3 separate regions of the Zea mays genome follow, and all the other regions are linked to region 2. Evidence: chromatin contacts called from public Hi-C data. All regions are on one chromosome and are shown on one strand. Each heading gives the region's core, a stretch centred on a gene start, on an enhancer-like site or on the middle of the called end of the contact. The rest is flanking DNA. Distances are from core to core; before and after follow the strand shown. Region 1 holds the start of LOC100277032. Region 2 holds the start of LOC100283149. Region 3 holds the start of LOC100304348.

Region 1 (3,831 bases), core at 225-2,724, 330 kb before region 2:
CGTAGTATTTCCATTTGATGTCACAAATCTTTGTAATTCTTTATATAATATTGATCAAACTTGAGATGCTTTGACTTGGATGGAATGAATTATAATTTGGAACAGATAGAGTAATACATAAAACAAATTACACAAAACATGTATAAGCACTTATATAGAAGAAAACGAATATATTTTGTACAGAAACAACCCAAATAGCTGCTCTTGTCAGGAAATGCAAGTTGCATGTTGAAAAAGCGATATGAAGCAGTGAAGTGATTCCCCCAACTTACTATGCTCAACCTACAGATTAATTAGTAATTATCTTCAAAACAGCAGGCATATTGCTATTTGAGATTTAACTCGAGGTGTGATTTCGCAAACAGAATGCATATTGCTATCTGCTAATGGATAACCAGGTCATATGGGAGTTAACTCAATGTGTAATTTCGCAAACAGCATATCAGCATGCCAATCATGTCGCTGTGAGATGGTGGAGTAATCGAACTCACCAGAGAGAAAGCGGTCTCCTCGTTAAACCCCGGCGTCCGAGGGGAAGAGCAGTATCCATCCTCGTCAAAGCACGATCTTGTCGAGTGCTTCTCAGCCTTAACCTGCACACAAAGTGAAACATCAACGGGGCGGAGCATTAGCGATCGACCGCCGAGGCACAAAAGCAAAGAACACACAGCGAGACCGTGACAGGGGACGTACCTGAGTGAGCTCCTGCGCGAGGCACTGGATCTGATCGGTGAGCGTGGAAATCTCGTCCCGGAGGCGGCGGTCGGGCTCCGGCTCCGCGTCCGGGAACAGGACGGCGTCTTTGAGCGTCCTGATCTCCTCTCGCTGCCGCAGGCACAGGTCCTTGAGACGCTCCACCTCCCTGTCCTTGTTCTCGAGCTGCAGGCGAAGCGCGGCGATCTCGTCCTCCTGCGCCTTGGTCTGCGCCAGGAGCTCCCGCTCGGTGCGCAGCACCATGGCGAGCGTCCGCGTGTTGGCGTTGTTGCCGCTGTTCTTGACTTCTGTCAGGGCCTTCGTCTTCCTTGGCGCCGCCGCCGCTGTGGACGAGGCTTTCTGGAATAGTTTCCGCGACAGCCCCGGCAGCTTCCCGCCGCCGTTGTTCTTCGCTGCGCTGGCGGCGGCAGGAGGGACCGGGAGCTGGTTCTTGGGCGGCTTCTTGTCCATGGAGATGAGCCGCCGTAGTACGGAACCCAGGTTGCCGTGGGCTTGCGGCTGCGGCTTGGCGCCCAGTAGATCGCGGCCAGATCTCCCCGCGACCACCAATGCGCGGCTGCTGCCGTGCGCTCCTCCCGGGGTCGCGGCGGCCGCGGAAGGCGCCGCACGGCGCGACGAAGGAGACGGGGACGGGGAGTCGTAGGCCGCGTAGCGCGACGCCGCAGACGCCTTCTTCATCTTTGCCTGCGAAACCGTGGAGGTCGGAGGGGGAGGGGAGGACAGGAGGACTAGGCAGAAGAGGGGAGAGTCGGGGGAGGAATGGTAGCGGCCGGCGGCGTTTGAAATTCAAATGGCTCCGCCTCCGTGGCCTGCCGACGTGTCAGTGCTAGTGTGGTAACTAGCGCGGCCTGCGCGATCCCTCTTCGCGTTTCCGGCTTTCCGTCTCGGTGACGGTGGCTGAGGACTGAGGACATGAGGCGTTGTCTACGGAGTGACGGACGCCTTTCGTTTCGCAAAGGCAAGCGCCTGCCACTCGTGTTGTCTGCGGCGTCTTTTCTTTTTCCTGCACCTGCACGCCTCTCGGTCGAAAACTGACGAGAAAACTTCCATCTTTTTCGTTTCAGCATTCAGTTACCAGAAATAGGTGGCTAGGGTCTACAATAGTCTGACATATTTTATCACTGGGAATAGAATCATTTCTAGAATATTCAGGAACGGAAATAAAAAGTGAGATAAACGGGAGCAAGTAAACGAAAATTATCGATGTTTTGAACCTCATTCTGATAAAAAATTATTATACGTGTTCTAATCCGGACGGTAAAAATGAAAATAGGATGGAAAAATCCCGTACCGATCGACATCGTATACCGTAATAACTACTCATATACCGTATCCGAAAAAAACAGTAACGGAAAAATTCTCGGGAAAAAGTGACGGGAACGGGAACAGAAACGATTGAGGTGTTTTTCCGACCGCATTTACGGACCCGTATTTATACGGGAAAATCATGTTGGTGTTCCCGTTTTATCCTACTATCATTTTAGCCCACTTGAAACCTACCAACCAAATATGTTTCAGCCCAAGTAGAAACAACCAGCGTCCATTACCCTTGAAACCTACCAACCAAATATGTTTCAGCCCAAGTAGAAACAACCAGCGTCCATTACCCGTGAGCCGTGAGTAGCCCCAGCCCGCCACCCCTCATCCACGCGAGACGCGATCACCACCACTAAAATTGAGAAATATAGAAGTATACTGGAAATCCTATTGAATTGAAGGGACAAAGTGCTAGGGAACTCTCCAAGTCGAGACAAATTGGAGTAAAGAAGTTTGGCTAAGTTTGTCAAAACTTGCACCAGTCTGGAGAGCACCGGACTGTCTGGCGTGCACTAGACAGTGTCTGGTGCCCATGCTATTAGTTGGTCGAACAGGCCACTCTCAAGAAAGTGCTGAGACACGCTAGCTAAAATTCATCGAATTGTCCAGTAAGTCAGGCGGCCAACGACTCTCGCCAGCGCCAACGGTCGGCGCATAATCAACGGTGGCCACGTGGCGCCCACGTCTGTCGAGCCAACGGTAACTAGGCCGCACCGAAGTGTCCGGTGCGCCATCGGATTGTCTGGTGTGCCAACTGGCCAAAGGCGCGCAGCGGCTGGCAATGGTCGGCTTGGTTGTTTATGGAAGTGAATCGCGCACCGTGGAGTGTCCGGTGTGCACCGGACTATTCGGTGCACCCACGGACAGAAGCCAACCAGGGCCTTCCATACGAAGAAGCAACGATTCCTTTGGGCCTTGGGGCTATAAAAAGGGCCCCTAGGCACCTCTGCCTGGTACTCAAACATAACAATAGTACATCGATACTCTGATTCAATGCGACCGCGCTTTCGACTTATTCTAGAGAGAACTGAGTGTTTTCTTGAGAGAAACTCTATCGTTTTGATTCTTGCGCTGTCTTCTTTGCTTGTGTGTGTGGTGTTACTGCACTTGTGCTCTTGTGTGTGTTGCTACTCCCTCCTTACTCTTGTGTTTTAATTAAGGTCATTTTGTGTAAGGTGTGAGAAGCTTCAACTTGTGGAGATTCCTCACAAATGAGATTTGATATAAGGAAGAAAACAGTGGTACTCAAGTTTGATCTTTGGATAACTTGGGGTTGAATGCAACCCTTGACCGAAGGAGGTCACCACAACATTGAGTAGGCATTGGCCGAACCACGGGATAAAATCATCGTGTCTCTCGTATGTTTACTTTATTGCGACTGTTGACTTCTTGAGTTTGCATATTCACTTGTGTTATTTCTCCTAAGTTTGATACACATTTAAAAGGACCAATCAAGTGAAGAGTTCTCCTCTCTCTCCATCTCTACTCATAACAACTTGGTTTTAGCTATCACTAACACTCGTTATAAACCAAGTTTGTCTTGTTTAGAGTTGATTGTTGTGGGATCACCTATTCACCCCCTCTAGGTGCTCTCAATAGGCCTCCACAGTCCTTCCAATCAGATCGCTGAAACATTTGTTCATGCATCGCTGGTACGTGGCCCCCGCATTCTTCATACTGAACAACATTGTCACGTAGCAATTAATATGAGCCAAAAAGGGGTGATGAAGGAAGTCGCGGGTTGGTCAGACTCCTTCATCGCGATCTGGTGGTAACCCGAGTAGGTATCAAGGAAGCTCA
Region 2 (3,519 bases), core at 171-2,670:
TGCCTTAGGACGCTCGTTTAGAACCGTGCACGTCTCTCGGTCTAAAAACCGCAGCATTCTTTGGCGGCTGGGGCTGGCTTTGGGTAGGGCGCCATTTGTTTTTGCTGGGTTTGTTTTGTTCACGCCACGCCACGCGCCGCCCTCTCGGGGTCAAACGGTAGGGTGAGCGAGGGACAAGATATGGCAATTTTTCCATCGCCCATTCTCCCCAGTCCTCACCCCCCACAGAAAAGGAAGATGATCTCCCCTCTTGCCTCACAAGATCGACGGCACCCAAATACACAAGGATCGGATCACCACCGCCCTCACCCAAATAGAAATAGGGTGCTGGAGGCTGAGGTTGTGATGTATCACCCAAATAGAAATAGTGCGTTGGTGGATTGGTTTGGTTGCCGGTATGGCGATACGCGGGCCGCTGTGCGCGCCAGTGCGGGTGACGACGGGTTCCTGCCTGCCTGCCATCGTCTCATTGAACGCCGGCCGTTGCTGTGGACCCGAACGAACGGATCGCGAGTTCCCGTCGCAACGTGCCGCCACTCGCAAACGACGACCGAACAGACGGCGGCGTGGCCTGCGGGCATGGCGGCACTGGGCCGCGATCCATAGCGTCGTGCACGGCGTGGGCCAGCCGCAGCTATGCCTATCTCGCCGCCGTCGTCGTCCCTCCCAGCGCACGTTTCTGACCCCGAGGCCCGAGCGATGTGCTACGTACGGTGATCACAGACACAGAGCAGGTCTCGATCGTAGCTTTACGTACTCCCCACTCGCTGTTGTTCCTGTCATCCCTTCCCTCCTGCTGCCTCTTGGTGATCGGGCGGGCACGGCATATCATATGCAAGGTCAGAGCGTGAAAGAAATCGTCTGAAAAAACAACTGCTTCTGTGCCTTAACTTGTTAGCCAGAAGGATCCAGAAGAAAGAGCACTACCAAGGCTCGGCACGACGGCACCATCCATCGGCGTCACGAAACGAACCGTTCCATCCCTCACCACCTGACGTGAAAGCACCGGAGCGAGCTCTTTTCTTTTTTTTTTCTTCCTCTTCTTCTCTGGGGCGCAGCCGTGCGGTAATCATCCTGGAGGCGACGGCGGGAGAGCTTTCGGGGTGCGGGCGGTGGGCGGTGGCGGCTTTTAGCCCTCCCCCGACCCCGAGTGCTGCTGTTGCCGGTTTCTGCTTCCAAGTTCCAAAGGGCCTTTCTATCTAGGCATGCATGCCTTCTATCTATTCCTTCTCTGGTTGCTTCTTCTCCCGTGGCTGCTAGCTCTTCTCCACCCCTGCTTTTGTCATCGCCACGGCTCCTCCAAGATGAGTCAGATGACGTGGGAGGCAGCCAGGCGTCGGTGCCTGCTTATATAGCTGCGTATTCACAACACGCCACGGCATCCTCCCCCTCCCTTCCTCTCCCTTCTCTTCTCTTCTTCACTTCACAGCACGATCGAGCCAGTTGCAATCACACAGGTGGTTGTTCTCCTCTCTCTCTCTCTCTCTCTCTCTCTCTCTCTCTCTCTCTCTCTCTCTCTCTCTCTCTCTCTCTCTCTGTTTACCTAGACTAGAGGAAAGGATTTCGTCGTGACCACTGACCAGCGGAGCTGTTCGTGCAGCGCAGACGATGCCGACCATCATCGTCTCGGTGGACCTGGAATGCAGCCGCTGCCGCGCCAAGATCCAGAGGGTGCTCAACAGGATCCAAGGTCTGTTCGCGCTTGCTTGCTACTCCTCTCTGTTGTTCGCTCTTCCCTTTCCGCTTGTACAGGTAGGTCTCGAGACGGTTCGCGTTGATCGCAACTGATAAGTTTCCTGGGACGACGGACGGACGCCTCGGCTTGCAGAGAAGGGCGAGTTCTGCATCGATGACATCGACTTCGACGAGAAGAACAACAAGGTGAAGGTCACGGGGCCCTTCGACCCGGACAAGCTCGCCGACAAGCTGTGCTGCAAGGCGTGCAAGATCATCAAGCAGATCGAGATCGTCGAGCCCCCGCCCCCGCCGCCGCCCAAGCCCAAGGAGGAGCCGAAGAAGGAGGAGCAAGCCCCGCCGCCGCCGGAGAAGAAGGAGGAGGCCGCCCCGCCCCCGCCGGCGAAGGTGGAGCCGCCCAAGGAGGAGCCACCCAAGGAGAAGCCCCCGCCACCCAAGGAGGAGCCGCCCAAGGAGAAGCCACCCCCGCCCAAGGAGGAGAAGCCCGCCCCGGCACCGCCCAAGGAGGAGAAGCCCGCCCCGCCGCCGCCCAAGGTGGTGGAGGTCCCCTACCCGTGGCCGTACCCGTACCCGTACCCTGCGTGGCCGTCCGACTGCTGCTGCCACCACGGCCACGGCGGGTGCCACTGCTGCTCCTGCGGCAAGGCCCCCGAGCCGGCCCCGGCCCCCGCCCCGGCCCCACCCCCGCCGCAGTACTTCCCGCAGTACATGCCCCAGCCGTACCCCTGCAACCCCTGCGGCGGCGGCTACCGGATCGTCTGCGAGGAGGACCCCTCCTACGCCTGCGCCATCATGTGATTCGTTTATTATCAATATCATCCCTTGATGAGTGTACCGTCCGTGTGCGTACCATGGCCTTAATTACCATTATACCCAACCCCACCCTAAAAAAAACCCCAGTACGTCGTCTCATCATCATTCCGTACCTCCTCCTGTATAATCGCCGTACAGATTCATCATATATATACTCTATACATATATAGCATCATGTATACACCGCCGTACCCCCTGTCATCTCTTTATGTAGATTGTGCATTATGTTCTGCGCGCTTCGTTTTGGTAATTACAGTATATGCCAGTCAGGCTAAGTGAGAGAATAAAATAAGCAATGATGCTGTTGTTTTTTTTTTCTTCTGTGTGTGTAAAGAAAAAGGGCAAGGTGAGAGAGTTCATCCGTTGATGGCAGCAGAAATGTCCTACCTTGCACACCAGCATCCCTTTCTTTATGTTGCACCCAGGGAAAAAAAAATAAACAGTTGCTTTTATCAACGCTTTCGTTTATCTCGCTTCCGTTTTGTCACCACACCACAAGCGATGTAACGTGGCATGGTTTGGCCTAGTGTTTAGGGTTTATGACGTGTAAAGGAGACAGGACGGTGATGTTGAAGTAAGGCGCGACTAGCACGTTGCTATGCTAACCCAAGGCGGCAGTAGAGTGCGTGTGTGTGTGTGTCACTGTGGAGGCCGGGAGAGTGAGGAGGAACAGCGTCAGATGACGCGAACACGGGAGGCGCGAAAGCGAGATGGGCAGCGAAAGCTGGGCGCGTCGCGTATGGTATTTGGGTGTGGCCTGCCTTGAGCGGCGGGGTACGAGGCGTAGGCGCAAGGAAGGAGCCATACGGACGTAGTCACACGTAGCGCGCGCGACCGACACGGCGACGTGGACGCACGGGATGGCTCCGCGGAGGCGCGACAGCTGCGGGGACCTCCCTCCAACTCCAAGCGCCGACGCCGAACTTTGGCTTGGCGTCCGGCTGCAGGCAGGGTCACTCGCGGTGACCGGAGGAGGGGATGACCGGATGGATGAGCGAGAGCCGATCGCCG
Region 3 (3,500 bases), core at 50-2,549, 350 kb before region 2:
GATGAACCCACGCTGCCCGTTGGTGAAAAGGTGGCAGCAGACCTTGAGGCCGTCCGGATTCATGTCGATGAAGCTAAGCAGCTTTTGATTCTCGACAACCAAGCTAATTCATGAACCTGCGCAGCTAGTTTCAGGTCCCTTATAAAGATGCGACGAGTGACAGGCTAGTCTGTCTTGGCTTCTGCTGTTCAGATCCTTAGTACGTAGTAGCAAGACATCAGAGATGGGAAGCTGCGGAATTTGCTTCATTAGTTGGAAGCTATCTGAAGCCGAATCTGCTGATTCTTTTTTCCGTGGATCAGCTACCTTCTTCTGGTGGTCTTGCTTCGAGTCAAAACAACAGGTCCTGCAAGCCACTGTTCCGGATCCGATTTCTCCTCTGGTGTACACTTCAAGATGGAGCGGAGAAACTGATCCGACTTAGGCTTGACCTTTTGCTTCTGTAACTCTCCAGAGACTGGTAGCAACTAGCAACCAGTGGGTGGACTTGTATCACAACTTAATCTGAGCCAGGTGTCTTATTTTATTTATGCTATAAGTGCACAAATGCTGCACTCCAGTTTCTTGTAGAAATTTTCGGGCTGATCTTGAATTTTACCTGCTGAAGAGTTTCCGTGTTCTGCTGCTGTACTGTAAACAGGTGTGCCAGGTTTGTAGGGGGACCCCCTGGATTCTGTGGTCTGTTGTTTTTTCATTCGACTGATTTTCTGTTTGCGCAGTATGGACTCCTCTGGAAGCTTCATCGGCTCTTGTCCCGTTGCTTATTTTGATCCTTGTCCTTTCTCCCGTTCCTCCAAACGCCTCTATGGTCAGCAGCCGAAGAAGAGGAAGAACAAACAGCGATGTCCAGCTGGCATTTGCCATTATCTTAAGCGCGACAACCAAGTGGCGCAACCCTGTAGCCTCCCCAGCTCTACACCGTGGACCACAACCAACGCCGTTTGACCCAATCAATGAAAATTAGTAAACCACGCACGAAACAAGACGGATACCAACTTCCGAACAACGAGCGCTTAGCGGCAAAGCGTGCGGCCGTCACCGTCAGATTCGCGATTCGACGTCGTCCATCATCAGAATCACCAGGCCGCGTGCGCTCGTGCTGAGCCGGAGCCAGCGCGCGGCCGACTCGGACTCCACCCGTCCGCGGTGGGCACGCGACGGCTCCTTCGGCTGTCTCCATCGCGTCCCGCGTGGCGTCGCCCGCGTTCCCACGTCACAAAACCCGCCGCGTCTTGACAAATTTGTGCATAAATGTTTCGTGTGTTTTGCAGTCTTGCGGTCACCATCCGGCGAACGGGAGCGATAAATACGTCACGGGCGGAGGAAAATTGGGGATTGATTTTTTTTCCCCTCTCTTTCCCGGCGGGGAGGCGCGGAGCAGCCGCGACCGCGAGAAAGAAAAGGAAGCCGACGCCACGCACGCCATCGCCGCCTCTATCCTCGTCCTCTCCCTCCCCCTCTCTCTCTCCCTGCTCCACCTCCACCAACCAATACACACCTCCCTCTCTAAATACCACTCCGTCCGAGAGCACAAAGCAGGGTATCTTCCTTTTAAAAGAAATCTTGGCTGGGTGTTGACGCACGCAGCCGGCGGCAACCTGTGCGGGGAGCGCCAAGGGCTCCAGGAAAGAATCGGCGGCGGGCTCGCGATCGGGAAGGGGAGCGGGGCGCATGCGCGAGCACTGGCACGGCGACGGCGACGGCGACGGCGAGGACGAGCATGAGCCCCAGCCGGGGTGCGGGGAGGGCGCGGGGCAGGCGGCGGCGAACTGCGCGGCGGTGTGCTGCTGCTGCCCGCTGGCGCTGCTCGACGTGCTGCTGCTCGTCACCGTCCGGCTCCCCGCGGGCGTCATGCGGCGGGTGAGGAGGAGGCGCCGGCGCCGCCGCGGCCACGGAGGTGCCGGAGCCAACCGGAAGAGGCCGGCGCCCGCGTCGCCTTCGGGAAGCAGCGGCAAGGCGATGATCGGAGCGGCGACGCTAGACATCGACGAGGAGGCGCGCGGCGAGGTGGAGTCGGCGGCGGCGGCGGAGCTGGAGCGCGAGATCATGAGCTCGCACTTCTACGGCGCCGGCTTCTGGCGCAGCGTCTCCTCCAACTCCAGCTCCTCGTCCAGGCGCTACCAATAGATGCGCGTTCTGGCGTAAATAGTGAGCACTCGGTCGCTACTAAACTACCCACGATTACTCCATCTGTTCTTGGAGTCTCCTCCAACTGCCAGTCAGCGCAGCATGCATGGCAAAAGGAGCAGCAGCCTTCGGCATCGTGCAAGTGCACTTATTCTGAATGGACACGTGCGAAACTGGCACGTGCGGGTTGCATCATTGTACTGCTACGCCATTGTCTCGAGCATGGACCACGCCAGCAGCTGCAGCTTGGGATGGAGAAGCGAAAGGGGTCAGTGATTGTGCTTAGGTTTTTCATCTCTCTCCTAATCTTTTTTGTGTAACTGGAGCAGGAAATGCTGAAACCTCAAGCTTCTGTCCAAACGATGTACTCCTATTTAGTATTATTGATTGATTGAGAGGCCGATCGATAACAAATGAACAAATAGAACACTGTTCATGACGCAGTGCTTTTTTTCTCCTGCGTCACTGCGTGCTTTTGCGTGTGTGCACGAGCTAAATCCAGATCGAGTTCATTTCTATTTATTTTTAGACTAAAATTAATTAAAAATTCTAATTTGTTAAAATAACATTTAGATCATAACCTATTATAACCTCTACCGGCGGACTCCTTCATTCGATCGGCGCCGTTGCAGAGGATCCCTCCATGACACCTTCGCTTATAGAGGAAATACTATTTGACCAAAAGCTAAGGCGGCCTTCGATAGCTATCTTTACTCATTCTTTATCTTATCTTATATTTCAAACTTCACTTAACAATTAGTGTAATCTACAATTCAATTTTCAATTTTACATGACCTGTTGCAGATAATCTAATAGTTGACATACGTCTACAATTATCTCCTTAGATCCAATGAGGTCAAGTTAATAGTTTAGCTAATTGTTAGTAAAATAATAAACTAATAAATACCTTTACTAATTAGATCAAATTAACTAATAATAATTAACATTAGTCGTGATATTTTAATTGTTAACAATGCAAACTGGTTGTAATGCTCTATTTTGTTCCATAAAGCTAAACATTAGCTCATTTGAATCTGAATGGATTCAGCAAATTGTTAGATAATCTCAAACTAACAACTATCTTAATGTAGTCCTATTTAATTGCACTAGGGCCTGTTTGAATTTACTAAAGCTAATAGTTAGCTGCAGACATCCAACAGATTAACTAATAATTCAGCTATTAGCTACGTTTAATAAATCAGTTAATAGTTAGCCAACAATTATTAGCTAGCTAATTCTATATAGTAACTTTTTAGTCAGTTAACTATTAACTCTGGTGCATTCAACTAGAGCCTAAAGCTAATAGTTAGCTGCTACAATTAGCCGGAGATATCCAAAGAACCTAACTAATAATTCAATTATTAGCTGCTTTT

Evidence for each region. Hi-C and Micro-C count contacts between places; a contact is called where the count stands out from the background.
Region 1: a Hi-C map of ear shows a contact between it and region 2, with 2.0 times the contacts expected there. The contact joins the promoter of LOC100277032 here to the promoter of LOC100283149 in region 2. A contact is called at or near these places in 7 of 25 Hi-C or Micro-C datasets (ear, leaf, leaf mesophyll and 2 more) and 1 of 3 datasets of contacts at active chromatin or transcription factors (leaf).
Region 3: a Hi-C map of endosperm shows a contact between it and region 2, with 2.5 times the contacts expected there. The contact joins the promoter of LOC100304348 here to the promoter of LOC100283149 in region 2. A contact is called at or near these places in 8 of 25 Hi-C or Micro-C datasets (bundle sheath, ear, endosperm and 3 more).

Annotation. Positions count from the first base shown.
Region 1 is chr1:283,354,639-283,358,469 of Zm-B73-REFERENCE-NAM-5.0, forward strand. LOC100277032 reads right to left here and starts at 1,475. Exons shown (of 4, transcript NM_001150704.1): 1 at 694-1,475; 2 at 492-593. The coding sequence starts at 1,392.
Region 2 is chr1:283,687,417-283,690,935 of Zm-B73-REFERENCE-NAM-5.0, forward strand. LOC100283149 reads left to right here and starts at 1,421. Exons shown (of 3, transcript NM_001156051.1): 1 at 1,421-1,457; 2 at 1,601-1,690; 3 at 1,829-2,964. The coding sequence starts at 1,609. The coding sequence ends at 2,493.
Region 3 is chr1:283,334,357-283,337,856 of Zm-B73-REFERENCE-NAM-5.0, forward strand. LOC100304348 reads left to right here and starts at 1,300. Exons shown (of 1, transcript NM_001165786.1): 1 at 1,300-2,484. The coding sequence starts at 1,672. The coding sequence ends at 2,127. LOC103644012 (kinesin-like protein KIN-12G) reads left to right here. Exons shown (of 21, transcript NM_001351696.1): 21 at 1-567. The coding sequence ends at 114.